Regions from separate parts of the Rattus norvegicus genome. Here region 1 is linked to region 2. A link is a contact called in public Hi-C data. All regions are on one chromosome and are shown on one strand. The core of a region is the stretch at or near the end of the contact, and the rest is flanking DNA. Distances in the headings are between cores, read along the strand shown.

What was found. A called contact is a pair of places that touch in the nucleus more often than the background predicts.
Region 1: a Hi-C map of mammary epithelial cells shows a contact between it and region 2, with 2.0 times the contacts expected there. The contact joins the promoter of Zfyve9 here to the promoter of Cc2d1b in region 2. A contact is called at or near these places in 2 of 12 Hi-C or Micro-C datasets (Schwann cells and mammary epithelial cells).

The regions. Positions count from the first base shown.
Region 1 is chr5:128,757,064-128,762,008 of GRCr8, reverse strand. Zfyve9 (zinc finger FYVE-type containing 9) reads left to right here and starts at 3,615. Exons shown (of 19, transcript NM_001107952.1): 1 at 3,615-3,938.
Region 2 is chr5:128,577,891-128,583,539 of GRCr8, reverse strand. It overlaps Cc2d1b (coiled-coil and C2 domain containing 1B), which reads right to left and starts at 1,546. Exons shown (of 25, transcript NM_001270984.1): 1 at 1,414-1,546; 2 at 28-110. The coding sequence starts at 93. It also overlaps a transcript of Orc1 not described here.

The DNA of each region.
Region 1 (4,945 bases), core at 2,366-4,865, 180 kb before region 2:
GCATGTAGGTAAGTCCCTTTTCCACTATGCCATCTTGTAGGCTGCTTTGTTCTTTTTTAGGGATTGGGATGTCTAACCAGTCCCCAGATGCCCCGTTCCTTTTCCAGCTTGGGATGCTTAACTGACTTCTGCCCTGCGCCGGGGCTTATCTGCTCCACAAGACACTGGATTTGGGGCTTTGGCATTTGTTGAGGGAAGAAGGATGTGAGAGACCACAGCTATCAGCAGCAGGGTAGGTTCAGTTCTGGGCTAAAACTCTCAAAGGGAATTCTTATTTTAGGTCCTGAAAATTGAAAGCAAGCCTTAAAAAGTCGCTGAGCAGGTAAAACGTAAGCTATCTAGTTCAGCTTAAGAGTACCCATGCTGAGACCAGTTCTAGGGACACAGATATGATTAAAACACTGCACCTGGCCTACAGACTCACAATCTGATAAGGGAGACATACGGGGAGATATGTATTGACCTTGCAGTGCTGAAGAGTTATAAGTTGGGTTAAAAAGAATACAGATGAGATAATTTATACAGTATGTAGTCTTGTACACAAATATAAAATTTAATTGTTTTTCCCTCTTCCCCTTCTGTAAACTTATCATTTATTCATCAAATATCCTAGATCAAAAGGTCTGTACCTATGTGTGCAGGGAGGTGTGTGAAGGGAGGAGAATAATTAAAAAAAAAAAAGGGGGGGGGGTTTAGCTCAGTGGTAGAGCGCTTGCCTAGCAAGCGCAAGGCCCTGGGTTCGGTCCCCAGCTCTGAAAAAAAGAAAAGAGAGAAAAAGAAAAAAAAAAAAACCACAAGAAGTAGTTAGGGTTTGTGACTGACTGTCCAGTAGTGAGCGCTAACAATTAAATCTGGACTTTGGATTAGGCAGCTGGGAGACGATGACGTCACTGGATATCTCCCTCCTCGCTTTAAAATTTTGAGATGGGACTACTGACATGTTGCCTACACTGGCTCCCAACTCCTGTTCAATAGTGATCCCTTTGCCTCGGCCTTTGAAATAAACAGATATACATACAGGTGGATGAGGAGAGCATGCCTGGCTTCACTCGGAGTTTAAAGAGCAAAGAAAATTCTATTGAAGATGATCCTAAGCTTCCTTGAAAACATTCTTATGATATTAACTTTCTACAGGATGTCAATGGTAAACAAATGAAAGTGGGGACTTCTACCAGGGAGTATGATATACTTTATAGTCATTGGAGAGTGGTGGAAATCAATGCATACCGAGAGTGGCAGGACCAAGACAACTGACTGCAAGCTGAAGTGGCTTGAGGTAGAAGAAAAGAGGCAGGTGAGAGACAGGTCAGGAGCTGAGAGTAAAATGAGGAAGCAAGAGGAGAAACAGTCGTGGGTGAAACGGGAGCAGACAAAAGGAGACTGACTGGGCGCATGCATGCCTCCTGTAGTTGGTTCTCTCCTTCTATCACATGGGTTCCAGAGATAAAACTCAGATCACCGAGCTTGGCCCTTTAGCCACTGAGCCATCTGGCCAGCATATGACAAACAGATTTTAAGCAAACTACTATCAAGCAGCCTCCCTCAGCAAGAGTTTGCATAGAAGGGAAGAAAGTGTGAGGCAAGAAGAAACCGGCCCTGGGAACAAATGAATCATCTTCACGCTGTAGCTACACCCTTAGACGTCATGACTATTCACAAACAAATGTAGGTTTTCTGCAGCGGCAGTGAGCTGGGCTTGGAAAGGACAGTGCCAATGTCAGGGTGCCAAGCTGGTCTAAATTAAAGGGCCCCATCTTAAAGAGCAAATGATATCCATAGTAACTCACTCTAACAATGTTTTAATACTTCAGAAAAGATTGCTATCAGATGGGAGACCCCTATGGTTATGGGGTATACTTGCAGCTTTTCTTTATGTTGGATGTCCTTCGGTGGTACCAAGGTACTGAATTCATAGAGATGTTGTGAGGATGAATCACCTTCTGAGCTGGTTTCTGTCGTTACAAAAAGGGGATAGTGATTTTTTTTTTTTAATGTGACTCAGAATTATGTGGCAAAGGCAGACTTGGGACTGTACAGGAACAGCTTTCATTGATGAGAAAAAGAACTGCTAGGTTATATTTTCTCTGAGTGGCTGCTCAATTATTACTTTAACGGTTCCCGAAGTTCTTATGTAATTTTCTCATGTCTTGTTACTTACTATTAGGCCATAACCTAAGGTAAAGCCAAGATTGCTTATAATATTTTTTATGCAGAAAAAAATGTACTGGTTCTATTTTGATATCTGCTGTACGGTAGAATGTCAGAGGATCCAGTATATTAGGTTCTCTTCTTCAGAGGAGAATGTTACATAAATGCACTAGTGAAATTCAGGGAAATTTCACTTAGACCAGGAATGATGAGAATGACCTTTTGATAGGAACACACACACACACACACACACACACACACACACTCACACACACACACACACACACACACACACACACACACACAAAAGGGGTGGAGGAGTGAGGTGGGACAAACAAACACAGATGGGAACAATATCCAGATTAAGAATGACTAAGTGTTAGGGTGCTCTGGAATTAACGAAAATTGTAATTGTAGGCCGGTCCTTCTGTCCCTAACCTTCACAACCAGCTAGGCAGGCAGGAGAAAACAGAGGTTCAAAAATATTACATAACTTGCCAGGGTCATAAAACTCTACATGATGTAACTGAAACCAGTGGTATCAGGATCTGCCTGACTCCGAAGTCCTTGCTTGTTCCAGTATAGCACCCAGAAACAAAACCAACTAACCAACCAAACAAACAAACACCACATTTGGGAATTTGAGGGACCAGGGGATTTAATTTTTTTTTTCTTTTTTCCTATTTGCCTTCTGATAGTCTTTTGTTTTTGGTTGTGGCATTCTGTTAGCAACCCAGAGGCTGGGCAAGATCAAACGGGCGGCATTTGTAAACAAAATGACTACATAGCCTTTAATACAACCACAATTTCCTTCTTTCAGAGTCTTACCTAGGATTTGGTAAGGGGTGGGTGGCACAGAAATAATAGAGGTGGTGGCCAGGGTTAAGTTAGTAAAAGGATGATTCTTTTCTTACCTTTAAGTTGTTTATCAATTTCAGGACAACCCGTTGGTTATTCTCTTCTTTTGGTCAGCGTTTATTTTTTTTGTTTCCCCCCTCCCCCCCCCCCCCATTTTGTGGGGAAGGTTAGGCGTTAAGGGGTTCTGTAGCCAATTTCTGTAGTGAATCTGCACAGTAGCTCCAAAAAAGTTGAGGTCAAAGATTATTTCTTTATCTGTTTTGGGAAGGAATTGTGCATGTGCTTAGAAAAAGAAAAAAGAGATTTGTTCTGGGTCACTCTCCTTTCATACTGACGCACTGAGGGGATTAAAAGGGACCCCCTGTCTGCGCGAGAAATGAACCGAGATTCCCTCACATTCCCGCTCTGCATTCACATACCTTCGGGAGGGAAGAAAAAGGTGCTGGGGTCTGACGGGGGTGGGGTGGGGGGAGCCGACAGCTTCCGGCTCCCGGGAAGCCGCGTCAGGGGCGGGCCACCGGCCGCAGGCGGGCGGGCGGCGCAAGGCGCACCGGGCCCCGCCACCCCCAGGCCGCGTTGCCTCGCGTTCCCTGCCGCTCGTGCCCGGTGCGGCCGCCGCAGTCCCGGCGCCGTAGCGGGACGTGGGGTCCAGGGGGCGCTGTGGCCCAGCGGCGCGGGCGGCTGAAGCGGCCACCGCGGCGCCCGAGGCTTCGCCGAGCCCGTCCGCCTGCAGCGCCTCGGTCGTCCCGCCGTAAGCTGCGCCCCCGGCCGCGCTCCCCCAGCCCCGCGTGGCTGAGGCGACTGGAGCGGCGCTGGGCCTCGTCCCCGGCCGCAGAAACCGCAGCCCCCTCAGGAGTGCGAGGCTTCGCGGCGGAGCCCTGCTGTGGAGGAGGCTCTCGGCTGAGTGACGACCCCCGGGCCATGGAGAGGCGGTGAGTGTGGCGCGCCGCGGTCCGGGGCTCGCCTGCTTGCGCCGCCCAGGGGTCCTGGCGCCTGCTTTCGGGTCGGGCGGACGGAGCGTCCTGCCACCGCGGCCACCGCAGCCACCGCGGGCACCCCGAAGCTCTGGGGCCTCGGCCCTTTCTCCGTGGGTCCCCCGGGAGACTGAAGGCGTGCGGGGGGCGACTAGGCCCCGCGCCGCCGGGAAGCCCTTAGCTGGGCCTGGGTTCCGGCGCGGCCGGGTACGTGAAGACTGGGCTGGCGGCCGCACCGGTGCCCTTCGCATTTGTCCCGGGCGGGGCCGTGCGTGCCTTCCTTCCCAGGGCCCTGAGTGCACATCCCGGAGGGAGGCAAAGGACGGCTTGTTTGCAAACAGCTTTGGCTTGCCTGCGCGGCTTACTGAGTCCCGCGGAGCCAACCCCTGGGTGGGGAGTGGTGAGTATTGAGGTGCAGAGAGTGCGGGCACTCGGAGCCCCAGATACTCCAGGAGTAGCATTCACGCCTCTCTTGATGGAGACACAGCCTTTTGCGTCCTTTTTTGAGGTGAAATTTCATCACCTGCCGCTAGCTCATCCTTTCCTCCCTATGTTACATCTGAGCGAGGTCTGCCTTGGAGAAAGCCCCATCCCATTTTTGCCATGCTAAGTTTCCTAGCTAACCACTTACAGTTAAAAAAAAATCTTTTATGAAGGTGTCTTTTCCACCTTCAAAGAGACAGGAAATTGTTTAATGCCTCAGTCCTTGGTACAAAAATGTACCACTCAAATAGGGAACGGATGGCAAGAAGAATTTTAAATCGAACCAATTAACCTAATAGCAAGGACATGCCGACAATGGGATATAAACTCAGTTGTACAAGAAAAATGATTTGTTTTGATGTAAAAAAAGTGATTGTAGTTTGATATCACACCTCAGTTATTGGCGTGCTTCTTGTTTATGATTACAGGTTATTTTTATTTTCTATTGTAAGGACTTATGTATATCTAGAACTTTAAGGCAT
Region 2 (5,649 bases), core at 297-2,796:
AAGGGGTGAAGGAGGCCATGTTCATACCTGCTTGGCAGTTTCGGCACCCTGGCCACTGGTCTTAGGGCCCTTCCGAGGTCTTGGCCCTGGCATCTTGGCAGGCTAGATACCTATCAGGTGTAAAGTTGAAGAGACTCAGACCGGAGTAGATGATGAAATGGAACCCGTGGTTAGGGGGTTTATTCCCGTGGGAGAGGAGAGGCGGTGGATGGGAGGCAGGGGACCACTGTCAACAGAGGGATATGGGGGCGGGGGTGTACAATTTCTGAAGTGACTGGTGCCCATGGAAGGCAGATTTACGGAAGCATACAATGGTTTGGAAAGGCTATTAAAAGAAGTGCCGTTTGTCCTGCGAATAATGTGTCTATTTACATTTAAGTTAAAAATTCAGTTCCTCAGTCATACCAGGTAAGTTTCAAGTACTGTAGCTAAACCTCACTAAAGAGCACCACTAGGCAGCACGGACATAGGTCGCTTTCATCATCAGTTTCCTTGGACACTCTACACCTGATTCAGCATTCAGACCCTCTGAAAGATGTCACAAGTGGTCAACGGGTAGTGTAGCACAGCCTGCCCAGCACCGGAAGAAACTCATTTGCTTCTACCTCAGGCTTCAAGGAAACAGACCCATGGGCAGACAACCACCACAGAGTAGCTGCAAAGACCATGGATGTGAGAGGTTGCCCCTTATCGAGGACCTAGAAAAGGCATCTAAGGAAGGATGAGGTCTGTGCTGAGTCATGAAGTTTGGGCACTGGGGACGAGCAAAATTCCAAGCAAATTAATCGAACTGATACCAGTTCTGAGGTGAGAAATGGCTTGGCCTATACAAGGGAAAAACGCCCGGCATCACTGAGGCATAAACCAAACTGCAAGGCTAGAAATGAGGGCATGAACCAGGGGAGAAAGAGAAACACCTTTAAGGCTTTAAAGGTACTTAGGCGTTACCCTGACAGCAGTGTGAAGCATGATGGGTTGCTGCAGAAGGTGCACAGGGAAGTGGGAGATCATATACGGCGGGAAACCACAGCCCTGAGCATCTTGCAAATCTATGGAGGAGCGTGAGGTGGCGTGGGGATTAAGAAGCAGACACGATCCCGCGTCTGGAGCTGGGACCAACAAGGCTGCAAGGTTTCCTGGTGTGAACACACAGGCGTCTGCCACTCCAAGTGTCAGATTTCGACAGCAGTCAACAGCGAAGCGTCAGCCGGGATGGGGTGCGGGAGTGAAGGCGCTCAGGAGAATGAGATACTCCGCTGCCGCAGGCCGGTCGGGGCTCAGGAGAGGCGACGCCGGGCTCCCCACACCCGCGCCTCCTCCCGCTGCCAGGCTCGGCCCGGCCCGACCCAAGCCGCCTCTATCTCCCCGGCCGCCCCCAGACTCCACACGCCCGGAAGCGGGCACGTGGCATACCTCGCGGCGGACCCGAACCAAAACCGGGCCTTCTCGAGCCCGGAACCGCCTAGCTTCCCGCGGCCCCCGGGCGGCGGCGGAGACAGCCACAGGAAGCACCCGCCCAGGAGGCGGTGGCTCTCGCCCGGCACGTGACAACACAGCCAGCTGCCTGCAGTGCGCATGTGCGCGGGGAAGCGGGCGGGGCGCGCCCACAGGTGACGCCTTGGGTGGGGCTGGCTGTGAGCAGACACTTCCAGCAGGTAACGCGATACTGGCTGACGGCGGCGTTGTGAGGTTTGGCGTCTTGCGCCCTTCACACACGGTAGGCGTTCCCCACCCTGACGTAGTTTCTTCGAGAGGCCTCCTCCCTAGCTCTCTTCGCTCGCCGCGAGGCTTCCGCTTCCTAATGGGTACCACAAGGTAGCCGGGCCGAGTCCCTGTATGGAGATCCTGGAGGATGCGGCTTCCTCGCTGCCCATTCTGTGCATCCTAGGCTCGGAAAATTAGCTCTCCGGGAAATAGAGCTCTTTTCTAGTCAGAGGGCAGAACAAAGCTTGAGTTTAGAGGAACCAAAGCTCTCTAACTGAGACAAGAGCATCGATGCAGGCTGAAGGGCCGCCTCTACCTCAAGGAGCCCTGATATATCGGAATTGATGGAACTGACCCGCAGGTGGACCGAACCCCAAGATTCCCCACGTCACATGCACAGTCTCACTTCATGGAGAGACTGCAGGCTTCAGTTCTAATTGAAAGAAGAGTTGTGCAACCCCCATGGTGGTGCATGCGTTACGTCAGAGCGCTCGGGAGGCAGAGGCAGCCTGGTCTGGTTCTAGGCAACATAGTGACAACTCGGTCTGGTAAACAAACTGCCTCAGTAAGGTAACTCCCAATTGTCGTCCTCTGACCCTACACAGATGCAGGCCTGACTGCACTCTGACATTCAAATCAACCCACACCAATAATACACAGTAGACATTAATTCCTATAGGTTTGGGGTTTTTCATTTGTTTGTCTTTTGTTTTGTTTTTTCAAGACAGGGTTTCTCTGTAACAGTCCTGGCTGTTGTAGAATTTGCTTTGTAGACCAGGCTGGCCTTGAACTCACTGAGACATACCTGCCTCTACTTCCTGAGTATAAAATCCACTCCTGGGATTAAAGGAGTGCACCACCACCACCACCTGGCTGGTTTGTTTGAAACAGTCTCATGTGCTCAAACCTGACCTCACATTTGATTTGTAATGAACGATGACATGGAACTTGTAGTCCTGCCTGCATCTATACAGCGCAGGCATCACACCCATGGGCCTGCTGAGCTGCTAGCGGTGGAACCACCTCCTAGTTCTAGTAAATTACACGAGGTGTGGCCACCGACTCCTATCTCCCATTCTGCAACAGTTCCTTCTCAATGAGTATCTGTCCTCTTACAGGACACTCACGCTGGCCCCACACAGGCTCAAATGAGAATGGAGAATAATGTAGAAGACAGTGTATAATAATAGAGTCAGGAGGGATAAGAGAGGATAGTGACCAGAGGGACCAGTGCAGAAGAAAACTCTCCAAATGCAAGCAGATAATGGCAAAGAATCACCTTTGTGCCAAATTATGTGCTGAAGTAAACTTTACACTGTTTTCTTAGGTCTCTACACAGAGTTTTCCCAGAGGCTATTTTTCTTGTTCAGAGGATAAAGAAATGGGTTTGGGGTTGTATTCATGACTGTATGTTGCCTATGTGTATGACGCGCATGGAGGGCCTTGTGTTTTCATCTTCCACGGTCCATACTCCACCTCATTTCCTTGAGACAAGATCTCTCACTGAACTAGAGGCTGTTTGAGCTTAGTCTTGCTGATCAGCGAGCTCTGGAATTCCCCAGTCTCCTCTTCCCAATGCTGGGGTCACAAACTCATGCAATATCGCCCAGCTCTATTTTTTGTTTTTTTTGAAATGTGCCCTGTCTGCCTGTACACCTGCACGCCAGAAGAGGGCATCAGATCCCCCTCCTTTTAAATTCATATTAAAAAACAAAAAGATGGAGGTCAAGGCCAGCCTGGTCTTCAGAGGGAGTTCTAGGATAGACAAGGCTATACAGAGAATCCCTGTGTCAAGGAAACTAACAAACAGTATTAGTGTCTTGTGAGCTACCCCATGTGCTGAACCATCTCTGCAGCCTCCGTTTTTGTTTTCTGCTTTTATTTGTGTGTATATGGTGTGTGCGTTTCCAAGCGTTTTGTTGCATTTATGAAAGTACATCATATATGTGCAGTGTCCATGGAAGCCATGAGGAATCAGATCCCCTGAGACCAGAGTTAAAGATGGTAGTAGGCTGCCACATGGGTGCTGGGAATCTAACCTGGGTCCTCTGCAAGAGCTACAAGTATCTTTAACCACTGAGTCATCTCCTCAGTCCCTGTATGTCTAGCTTTTTGTGTAGGTTCTGGGGGTTCAAACATGCCGTTATGCTTAGAGAGCAAGCACTGTTAGTCACTGAGCCACATCCCACTCTCCAAGTGGTGGGTTGTTTGTGTTGGCAAAGTTCTTTGTTTTGGGAGTTGTCCTTGTTTTGAGAGTTTCACTGTGTGATGAGTAAATAATTTAAAAGCTGGCGTCCACGAGACAACGTGCAGTATTATCACAATGTATTTTATAGATCCATCCATTTTCCTGCAGACTTCCTAATTTCATTTTTCTTTACAGACAAATCTGTTGATGGCCAGAAGTAATTTTATGACAGGATATAGTTGTTTGGGTGTATATTGTTGGGTCATGTGACAGTTCTATTTTGTCAATGGAGGTTCCCAGAAGAAGTTGTACCTACAATTAACATTCTAGAAACTAGATCCAGCTCAGGTTCTTGTGCTTTTTTTTTTTTTTTTTTTTTCTTTTTCTTCTTTTCTTTCCAGAGCTGGGGACCGAACCCAAGGCCTTGCACTTGCTAGGCAAGCGCTCTACCACTGGACCAACCCCAGTTCTTGTGCTTTTGCCATAAACATTGTGAGCTATCGCCCCCATCAAATTTCATGATTTTTAAAAGTTAAAAATTTTTTTGATGATGTATTTACATGTGGATCTATGTGTAGGTGTCCATGCGTACAAGTGCCCTTAGAGTCTGGAAGATGGTGTCAGGTACCCTGGAGCTGGAGTTAGAGGCAGTTGTGAGCCGCCTGACTTCAGTTCTAGAAACTAAATTTAGATCATCTAAAAGAACCCCCATCTTGGCCTTTAGACTCATGGCTTTGATCTGTTTCCTTATCATTCATTTTTCTTCTATAAAGGACATCTTTGCTCTTCCTTTTGGTTAACTGTGGAAGTATATTTTTGATATGGGGAGGAGAGGTGGCTCAGCCGTTAAGAGCACTTGCTTTTGTGTAGTTTTAGTTCCCAGCACCCACATAGCTGCTCACACATTTGTAACTAGCTTTAGGGGGATCAGATGGCCCCTCCTGGTCTCTGAGTGCACATGGGTGGCACTTACTCACTGATGCAGATAAAACATTATACATACAAAATAGTCCTTTAAAATACCCTGATAGGGGTCCTCAATTCAGTTTTATTAGGATATGGTAAAGGAGTATAGACTAGGGCTTCTAGCATGCCGGGTCAATTTACCACAGAACTGTATCCCAGGCCTCTATTTTCTTGAGCCAGGGTCTCACTAAGATGCTCAGGCTGACCTTGAGCTCCCTGTTACAGTCTAGGCCTTGTGTTTATAATCCCATCTTAACTTTTGAGTAGCTGGGATTACAGGCCTCGGACATACAAATCTCTAAACTATTTGGAGACTAATCGCAGACATTATCACACTCATCTCACGAATCCCCTAAGCAGCACTCTGGGTATCGTATTTCTCTAGTGACGTGGAAGGAACACAGAACCTCCCATATGGTCAGCAAGCCCTCTTCCACTGAGCCATCGAGGATGGCACATGCCTTCAATCCCCACACTTGTGAGGCAGCGACAGGTGGAGCTCTGAAGCTAGCCTGGTCTACACAGGTAGTTCCAGGGCTAATGAAGACACCATCTTAAAAGTTTTAGTTTAAGACTGGCTCTTGCTAAGATACCTTGAACATGCTTTGTAACCAGACCTCCCCAGCTTTTCTTCTAACACAGGGCCTAGATTGGTGTGCTGCTTTTTTGTTTTTTGGTAAGACTGTGGCCAGAATATGTAATCAAACCCTTTGTCCTGAAGTTGCTTTGGTTATAGTGTCTTTGTTGCAGCAATAGAAAGCAAACAGCTAGCCTTTAACTTGTGTTGCTGG